2 separate regions of the Mus musculus genome follow, and region 1 is linked to region 2. The links are chromatin contacts, called in public Hi-C maps. All regions are on one chromosome and are shown on one strand. The core of a region is the stretch at or near the end of the contact, and the rest is flanking DNA. Distances in the headings are between cores, read along the strand shown.

The links. Hi-C and Micro-C count contacts between places; a contact is called where the count stands out from the background.
Region 1: a contact with region 2 is called in a Hi-C map of the N1E-115 cell line, with 3 times the contacts expected there. The contact joins two enhancer-like sites. A contact is called at or near these places in 25 of 484 Hi-C or Micro-C datasets (the 3T3-L1 cell line, the HL-1 cell line, the N1E-115 cell line and 15 more) and 4 of 115 datasets of contacts at active chromatin or transcription factors (T-cell acute lymphoblastic leukemia, astrocytes, cardiomyocytes and 1 more).

What each region holds. Positions count from the first base shown.
Region 1 is chr9:122,223,938-122,228,840 of GRCm38.p6, reverse strand. All of the region lies in intron 11 of Ano10 (anoctamin 10), which reads left to right. Among named protein-coding and RNA genes, the nearest start is that of Mir8106, 48 kb to the left of the region's middle. Within about 2 kb of position 3,315, at least 27 of the 459 cell types and tissues checked have an H3K27ac peak or open chromatin away from gene starts, as enhancers often do. A contact at or near this core is called in the N1E-115 cell line and muscle stem cells, where this site is marked.
Region 2 is chr9:122,019,699-122,024,712 of GRCm38.p6, reverse strand. No RefSeq gene overlaps it. Among named protein-coding and RNA genes, the nearest start is that of Gm39464, 25 kb to the left of the region's middle. Within about 2 kb of position 1,677, at least 73 of the 459 cell types and tissues checked have an H3K27ac peak or open chromatin away from gene starts, as enhancers often do. A contact at or near this core is called in the N1E-115 cell line and muscle stem cells, where this site is marked.

The DNA of each region.
Region 1 (4,903 bases), core at 2,066-4,565, 200 kb before region 2:
AATCAGTGACACATGTGAGGGGAAGAAATCAAGTGAGCAACTGAATAGGAAGTGTCCTGGGAATAGTGAGACAGTGCCAGGAAAGCCCTGACAAGAGGCTTGCCGGAGATGAGCATCCCAGAGCTAAGCATCCCTGAGATGAGCATTGAGTGAGAGTCACGATTAGAGTATACAGGAAGAGGCAGCAGAGCCAGCCTCCATCAGGCCAGGCCTGGCATGTGCGGGAAAGGAGAGGAGAGAGAGGTGAGAGAGAAGATTCCAGAGGCATTCAGAGTAGGAAGGAGCTCAAATAGTATGTTTTCAGGTTATGGCTTTTATCTGGGCGTGTGTGTGTGTGTGTATGTGTGTGTGTGTGTGTGTGTGTGTGTGTGTGGCTCGTTTTTCAAATGGAGTCGCTCTGTTAGCACAGAAGACTGTGGAGGAAGGGAGAATGGTTATTGCTGAGGTGACATGACCCATGTGTAAGGCAGGCAAGGTCTGGATAATGCTGGGAGCAAGCTGGACCAGTTCTGAAAGTTGAAGGCTATGGGGCACTACATACATTAAGTTGGAGGTTATAGGGCATTACATACATTAAGCTGCTCACTGACAGCTTTCATGAGCACTGGGCCTCAAGTACATTTATTACCAACATTTGAACAAGTTTTTTTTTTTCATGTTTTTCCTTGATTACTGACAGCTTAAATCTCTTTAGCCCTTGTAGCTATTCTGAGAAGGAAGGAGTGTCTGCTATTTACTGAAATGTGATGTTCATATGTCCACAAGTCTCTGGTTTGTTCTGAGCACTCACTATGTCATAGCCGGAGGAGGGGGAGGAGGAGGAGGAGGAGGAGGAGGAGGAGGAGGAGGAGGAGGAGGAGGAGGAGGAGGAGAAGGAGGAGAGGGGGAGGAGGAGGAGGAGGAGGAGGAGGAGGAGGAGGAGGGAGGAAGGAGGAAGTAGTCTCCTAGAGTTAGAGAGGTAGTTTACTGTTCTTGTAGAGGCCCCAAGTGGGTTTGTAACACCACATCTGGTGGCTCTGAATTCTGAGGGCACTTGTGCTCATATACACACCCACACAGACACACATGTACACATAATTAAAAATAGTAAAATAAGTAATCTCTAAAGTCCAACCTCAGCTCTTGGGACCATATTATTTAATTGCACATTGTAGTGCTATGCAAGGCTCAAGCAAACCACAGTGGCTGATGCTCCCTGGTTTCCTGTCTCTTGTGTGTTTGTCATTTCCTGGGATACCTGTCACAGAGTGAGTGTTTCAGCTTTGTGATCTGAAGGGGGACTCACTGAAAAGAGCACAGAGAAAAAAGGCAGTGTACCGTCTTGATGCGGAGAATGCCAACTGATACCGTGCTTGCCGCCAAGCTCAAAGAATGGGCTCTGGTGCAGTGTAACCTTGGCTCACAAGCACCTCAGCAAATCTCTGGAGACAATGGCATCTTTATGCTCAGTCATGTCATGCAGGAAACATTGTTGGGGGCATCTGGTCCAAAGCAATTCTTATGCCAAACAGAGAAGGGCTCAGGAATTCAGTGAATTTTTCTTCAGATCTGACTTTGCCATGGACAAGTGCTGTAAGAGAAACCCCCAGGCTGCCTGGGTTGTAGCACGTGCAGGAATCTCCATGAGCTTGAGTGTAAAGCCTTGCTGTGCGTTACTTCAGAGAGTGCTTTTATTATGTCTTCTGTCTTCATTTTGCTAAAGCAAATGAGAACCGTGTGTGAGGCATTCAGAGGAACTTGTTTAAGATTTCTATCATCAGGACTGCTCGTTGCCAAGCATGAGGGTCAGGGTTCAGGTCACCAGAACATAAGTAAAAACTGAGGTGTGTGGTGGCTCACCTGTGACTGCAGGACATGGTAGGGCAGAGACAGGAGCTCCACACAGCACTCTGGCTAGTTAAAGAGCTGGCTCTGGGTTCAGTGGGAGACTCTGCCTCAGTATATAAGCTACAGGGTAAGATGACATCTGATTCCTACCTTAGGCCTCTGCACACAAGCGTGTGCATGCATACAAACACAAACACATGTGTACCTGCTCATAGACATATATTTACACATGCAAACATGCACATATACACATACACACATATGTGAAGAAATATTTTTATTATTCCTATGTTAGAGCCTTGAGATTAGTATGTGTGTTTGTGCATGTACGTGTGTATGTGAGCACTCAGTTGTGCCTATATATGCGGAAGATAGTGGTTTTGTTGCCGTCTGTCGCTTCCTGCCTTCTTGAGAGAGGGCCTCTCACTGACCCTGGTAGATCAGCTGGCTAACCAGCCCCCAGGATTGGCCTGCCCCACTTCTCAGCCCTGGGGTGATAGGTGCACATGTAAGCACATGGATTTTATGTGGATTCTGGGGATTTGAACTCTGGTCCCTGTACTTGCACAGCAAGTGGTGCACCTTAGTTCACATTTTAAAGCTGTTGACTTGACAATGATTTTCTGTCATTTCTCATTTTTCTTACAAATGGAGAGAAGTAATCTGGTTTAAAGAAACCAAACCCCTCTGAATGACAGTTAAAATACATATTTTGCCATAGCCATAGCTGAGGTCAGCTTGGGGCCTGTCACACTGCCTGTCCGTCATCAGTTTGCAGTTTTAGTGGTGCTGATCCACCTTCTCCTGGTGCTGCTGCCCCTGCCATCTTGTGTTAGTACTGATTTTGTTCACCCACTAACCCCCAGTGCTTGATCTATATAACAGGCGCCAGCTACGGTGTGAACAGCGGCCTAGTTCAGGTTTGTAGCACAGACAATCCTTCTGAGTCTACCATAGCATCATCTGAGCAGACACAGTTTTGACAGGACGGTGACTGATGCTGATGATCTTAATGGCTCCTCACTGGCAGAGCAGCCCAGGCTGCTCAGAATCCCAGGCTGAGCTTGGCTAAAACAGCTTGAATCTAATTACTGCTGTTTTCCGAATGCAGTTTCACACACGTGAGGAAGTTAATTTCTTACCTCGGGCTTGAGGCTCACTTTTCCTTTGCCTTCAGTCTGTCCTTCTCCTCCTCCAGATACCTGGGTCACTGGCTGGCCTAGGTCTGTCTCCAGCCCTATATTCTGTCCTTGCTGGGTGAGATTTCCATGGCTCTTAAATGAAACAGGTTTGCCGACTCTGCACATCGCTCCTTCTCGGCTGTGGGGATGGATGTTAGAGGAGAGGCAACTGTAGTGCTTGATTTCCCAGGAAGAAACAACCAGACCAGCACCGAAAGTCAGAGCAAGTCCCTTTCAGGACACTGAGCCTGAGCGGAGATGGGTAGTAGTATTTGTTGGTATGTTCTACACCACTAGAGGGAGCCCTGTTGTTCTGATTTCCGAATCCTGAACCCATCATGCCTATGGCTGTGGCATGGTGGTCCCCTGGTAAGTGCTTGTTGAGCTCCCTCTGCTCTTCATGCCACTGGACACTGCATGCAGCATAGCTTGGAGTATGAAGACACAACATACGAAGAGCAAGGGCAAGCCAGGCTAGCTCCTCCTCAGGCCAGGGGGAGTTTAGGGGAGTCCGAGTCTATGGAGAATGTCAGAGCTGGGCCCTGCTCAGACCTCTGCTCCAGGTCAGCCTCTAACTCTAGACAGAGGTCAGGTCTGGGAATTTTTCCCAACATCCAGACTGTTGCATTGGCATAGTTTAATGGTGAATGAGGACTCACTGTGTGTGCATGTGTTGCTGTGTATGTACAGGGTCTTACATACATGTAGCAAGGATTAAATAGTACATAGGAATGAGTACAAGAAAACCACCGTATGTTTTCAAATATCATGATTTGTGTGTTGACCGCTTTCCCCTTCCCTCTCCCTGGAAGTGGATGAGAGCAAGGATTGAAAGTCAGGAATGGCATTAGCAGACACCACTTACATAGCGTCATGTAGTCCGGGCAGCCAGGCTGGAAGGTGCAGAAACAGGAATAAGCTGGTTGCCTCTGTGCCACACCAGGGGCCTGGAATTCTGCAGGCATCGTGTCTGTTCCCACCTAACCTTCCTGTGAACCCGAAGGAGCTCCTTTCCTCTTCCTCCTCCTCCTCTTCCTCCTCCTCCTCCTCCTCTTCCTCCTCCTCCTCCTCTTCCTCTTCCTCCTCCTCCTCCTCCTCTTCCTCCTCCTCTTCCTCCTCCTCCTCTCCCTTCCTCTCCCTTCTCCTCCTCCTTCTCCTCTCCTTCCTCCTCCTCCTCTCCCTTCCTCTTCCTCTTCCTCCTCCTCCTCTTCTTCCTCCTCCTCCTCTCCTCCCTCATCTTTCTTCTATTCCTTTTCCCTCTCCTCCTCCTCCTCGTTTTTTTTCTTCCTGGGACATGCAGGAGCAGGTCTCACCTGCTGACAGTGCACAGATGCACTCCCTCTCCAGGAGGCCACCTTTTTCACTGTATGTTTTCCTTTCATCAGTTGGGTTTGGAGAGGTAGGTTGGCCTTTTGCAGGGGCATTGGAAACCCCCTATGACCAGCATGCCTAGCAGCTTCCTTGTAAGGAACAGGGGAAAGCTCTTGTCATCTTCCTGTTGTACACATATAAATAGTGGAGGGCCGGTCCTCCATGCCTTCCCCAGCTCACATGCAGAATGAGGTTGCCACACTTCATGCCTTGTGAAAATACATAAGTGGAGGATTTTGCACTACTTAAGCCCTTTACAGTAATTACCAGATTGTTAATGCTTGATTCACAAGTGGAAATTTACTTTAGAGGCTTCCAGTCTCCCAGTCATTGTGTATAAGCACAACTATTGTGCAACAAAACTGGAAATTAGTCAACATCAAGATGCCCATGTTCACATTAACTCAATTCATCAGTTTGTGTGTTTCCTTAGATTATCTCATAGTAAAAAATGTTATCAAAATATTACTTGCAGTGATTCTGTGGTTCTGCCAATTAGCCTCTAGGCAGCCCTCCTCTGCCCA
Region 2 (5,014 bases), core at 428-2,927:
GATGTGCTTCCTCAGCCTCACGCCATGCCTCTGCCTGTCTCAGTGGGTGAAATGATCTATCTGTAGGTATGGAGACAGCTGAGGGATACCTCAGCTTACAGGATAGCCCAGCTGAAGACTTGCAGGCAGACCTCTCAGATGACTGAATACCTGAGCAGGGTGCAGAAGCTAGCTCACACCTGCACTGTGTCCACCCTGGCCTCTCTTTCCATTGCCTCTGATCAGCAGTTTCTTTGGTGGGATTCCCTCTGTGGTACTCGAAAGCTCGGCCCCGCAGCATGCCGCTTCTGTTGTATCTTGTCAGTCTGCTCTGCTCTGTCCTGGCCTTCTATTCCCTAGGAATTCCTTAATAAACACATTGACCTTACACCTAACTGTCTGTAATCACAACACTGGCTTTGGGGGGGGTTGTTGTTGTTGTTGTTGTTATTTCTGTGTCCATTTTATTGCTTGAGTGGCATTTGGGGAGGAGAGGACTGTGTCCTTAGCCACACTCAGCTATGACATGTGTATTCTGCAATTACAATTACTTCATGAGAATAAGCTGCCAAGTGTGGGGTTGTTGGATCAAGAATGAGGAAAGTTTCTGGAACTGTTGATATGTTTGTCAGCTGGTCACCAGACTAAGAAGTGGATGAAAGGGAAACTATGAGGAGTGAGCTGTTGCAGGGTCCTTTACTTCAGCTGTATGGTCTGCTGAAGAGGCCTTTCTGGGGCTGGAGACGTGGCTCGGTCAGTAGCGGGCTTACTAGGGTAAGCACAAGGACACTAGCCTGACCTTCAGACTCCACAGAAAGATGCCATGGCGGCATTCACGGCTGGTGTGAGTAGTTCCCCCCTGGCCTCCACGTGCATGCATGCATGTACGTGTGCACAGGGACATTTAAATTCCTAAGGAGATTGTTCTGAACCTTAATCTCATTAGTGAGCCTGGAATGGTGTTTCAAGGTTGAATCAATATGAATGGATGACGGTGGACATAGAGGAACACCTTCCCAAATCCAGCCTTTAAAAAGGGCTTACTGAAAACTGTCAGCAGCATGCCATGTAGGTGGCTTTTCTGCACCAAAGAACTATGGACTCAACCAAGTGCTTGGACAGCATTCCTCTCCTTTGTCACTGTCATTTCACACTTCTGGGTGAACCACTGCCTGCCTCGGCATCTCCTGCTCCAAAGACAGAAACCTTCCTGATGCAGCCCTTGATGATTCTCTTGGAGATGCTTGAGTGGGAATCCCTGCACAGACATGGGGCTGCTTTGATTGGAAGAATCAGTCCTGAGTCCCTACCTAAAGCCCAGACTGAGCAAAGACAAGATGTGTTCCTCCTTCTCAGTCCCAGCAGATGTAAGCAGTCATGCAAAAGATAGAAAAACAGCTTGCACTCTAGGGTTAGGGTGGCTCAGTGGCAGAGCAAGTACATAATGCCCAGGGTTCATTTCTTAGCCCCACCAACACAGAGAGATGCCTGGTTCTTGTTCTAGGCCAGAGCCCAGAAATTTAATTTCTCCCTCAGCTGGGACAAAGGTTCTAATGGCTTCTTTTATTTTCCGGTTTGACTCATTCATCAGAAATCCCCAGCAAAGCCGCTCCAGGGAGGCAGGCTGTACCCTGGCCTCAGTCTCATGCTGGTCTGAACCCAAGATGCCAGAGAACAAATGTTTCCTGTGCTTCCAGCTGAGAGGAAGCCCAGAGATGGTGTTCACTAGCAGGCTCCAAAGCCATTGGCTCGGAATGCAGTGGCCTGGTGGTGTCAGGAAACATACGAGATAAGGTTATTTTTTTAAAGCCAGTTCAATGGCATAGGGGTAGATTCAAAAGTGCGCACTTCCAGAATAAAGGCAAGCCAAGCACGATGGTCGGCCAGGCGCCAGCACCGTCAAAGGTCACTGAGTCAAGGTTCAGAGAGAAACAAGACTAAGTCAGGTGTGAGTGAGGAGTGTCTTAGTCACGACCAAAAGGCAAGTTGGGGAGGAAAGGGCTGATTCAGCTTACACTTCCAGATCATAATCCATCATTGAAGGAAGTCAGGACAGGAACTCAAGCAGGGCTGGAACCTGGAGGCTGGAGCTGATACAGAGGCTATGGGGGAATGCTCCTTACTGGCTTGCTTCTACATGGCTTGCTCAGCCTGCTTTCTTATAGAACCACCAGCCCAGGGGTGGCACCACCCACCTTGGGCTGTGCCCCCCCCCAATTGATCACTAATTGAGAAAATGCCTTTCAGCTGGATCTCATCGAGGCATTTCCTCAACTGAAGCTCCTTCCTCTCTGATGACTCCAGCCCGTGTCAAGTTGACACACAAAATCAGCCAGTTACAACTGACCCCTTGTCAAGTTGACACACAGACACATCACTATTAAGTCGAAACCTTTCCTTATTTATCCCCAAAGCCTGACATTAAAAACATAATAACTTTAAAAGTCCCACCATCTTTACAAATTCAAACACATTAAAATTTTCATCCCTTTAAAATATCCAATCTCTTTCAAAATCAAAGTCTCTTAAAATTCAAAGTCTCTCAACTGTGGGATCCAGTAAAATACCTTACTTCAGGAGGGAAAAATCAGGTCACAGTCTCAATCAAATGAAAGTAAAATCAAACTCTAACCATAAAATGTCGGGGATCCACTCATGATATTCTGGGCTCCTCCAAAGGGCTTGAGTCACGTCTCCAGTTCTGCCCTCTGTAGCACACAGCCTGGTTCCAAGGTTCTGGCTGGCTCCACTCCCCTACTGCTGTTGTTCTTGGTGGTCGTCCCGTGGTACTGGCATCTCTAACACTGCTTGGATCTTCTGCTACAACTGGTCTGCATTTTCACCAGTAGCCTCTCATAGGCTCTCTTCATGGTGCCAAGCCTCAGCTTTCTTGCATGACTCCCTTAGTCCTGTGCCATCAACCACCACTGTGGCTGCACCTTCACCAATGGCCTCTCCTGACCTCTCCCAGTGCTGAGCCTCAGCTGCTCTTCATGACCTCTTCACGCCTTCAAAACCAGCACCACCGGCGTGACTCTTATACATTACCAAGTCCAGCTGCAGCACAAGGTACAACCTTGGCTGTCTCTGGAACACAGATTCTCTGTGCTCTCAGAGCTGTTCCAGCAAGACCCCACTACCCTGGCACTAACTGGTCTTAGTTAGGGTCGCTACTGCTGTGTTAAATCATTACAGCCAAAAACCATGTTGGGGAGTAAAGGATTGATTTGGCTTATACATCCAGATTATAATCCATCATTGGAGGACGTCAGGACAGGAACTCAAACAGGACTGGAACCTGGAGGCAGGAGCCGATGCAGAGGCCATGGAGGGGTGCTGCTTACTGGCTTGCTCCCCATGGCTTGCTCAGCCTGCTTTCTTACAGAACCCAGATCACCAGCCCAGGGATGATATCACCCACAATGGGCTGTGCCCTCCCCCATTGATCACTAATTGAGAAAATGCCTTTCAGCTGGATCTCATGGAGGTATTTCCTCAACTGAGGCGCCTTTCTCTCTGATGACTCTAGCTTGTGTCAAGTTGACACAAAACCAGCCAGTCCTCATGCCCTCGATGATTGAACCATCCCCCCACCCAGCCCAAATTTAAGTCTTTGTTCTATGACCTCAAATGGCTTCTGAGGCCCTCTAGTGAGATTTACGTTTAGCTATTGTATGTTTCAACTACAAAATTTCTATTTGGTGCCTAAAAGCAACTTCTCTGTCTTTATTTAAATTACTGACTTGGTGAGGCACTATTCTGATCCTTTCTTTTCATTCTTTAGACATTATTTCCTTGAATTGTTTGAATAATTTATACAAGCTTATTTAGAGTCTTCATCTAAAAATTCAATGTATGACTTCTGTAGTACTCTCCATTGATCATGTGCCCCCTCCCGAATTTACCATATTTTAATGTTTCTTTGTTTGTCTCATGAAACACTGGAGTAGGTAATACAATGTGGAGCAACGGCAACTACACAGATCCTTCCACTTTCAGAGCTCCTTTTAAAACATTTATTTTTTATTACATGTGTTGGGTGTTTTGCCTGCATGCATATATGTGTACATGTGCACCGGCAGAGGCCAGGAGAGGGCATTACATCCATGGAAGTGTAGTTAGAGTCGGGAACTGAACTCAGGTCCTCTGTATGAGCAGCCAGTGCCCTTAACCACTGAGCCGTCTTTCTAGGGCTTCTTATTGCTACTGCTGATTTTGTGGCTGCTGCTGCTGTCTGTGTCTTGTGGCCCCAGTAGATTACTGAGGTAGTCTGTACTTCCTGTAGTGAAGGCCACAGGAGATTCTGCTGGCTCCACTCAGCTGTCAGCTAATGAGACAGTGATTGCTTTGAGTGTGGTGAGCCCGCAGGTCCTTTATAGTTGTCCAGAGGCTCTGTGTGGCCTGAGGTGTGTCTTTTGCTTAAGCTTTCCCCTTTTGCTTGTGAAAAGTTTCATAGAAACATATGGCTTACACACATACACTCACTCACTTACTCACTCACTCACAGACACACTCATACTCACACACAAATACACACACTCACATTCACACTCTTATACACACTCATATACACATACACACATTCATTCACACACACACTCTTTCTCTCTCTCTCTCTTTCTTACACACACACAGACACACACACACACACACTCACATACAGAGGCATGGCACCTTTCTGCAAATCATGACTTTTTAGATCCCCAGATGATGTCAAAGCTTTTTCTTCATCATAAATTTTTGGCCAACCTTGTTTGTATCAATGTTTTCCCATGTAACTTTATAAATATTATTTCTAATAATGTTATTAGATTTTTATATTAAATTTTAATTTGTATGTGTTTTGCCCATGTGTATGTATGTGCGCTGCTGTCATGCCTGGTCCACGCACAGGTCAGGAGAGGACAATGGGTCCCCAGACCTTGAGTTGAGATGGTTATGAATCCCCATGGTGCTTTCTGACACTCGGAACCCAGTCAGGTTCCGCACCAACACAGATGTTGGCTCTCTGCTCTCAGCGTCTTCCTTCTATCGT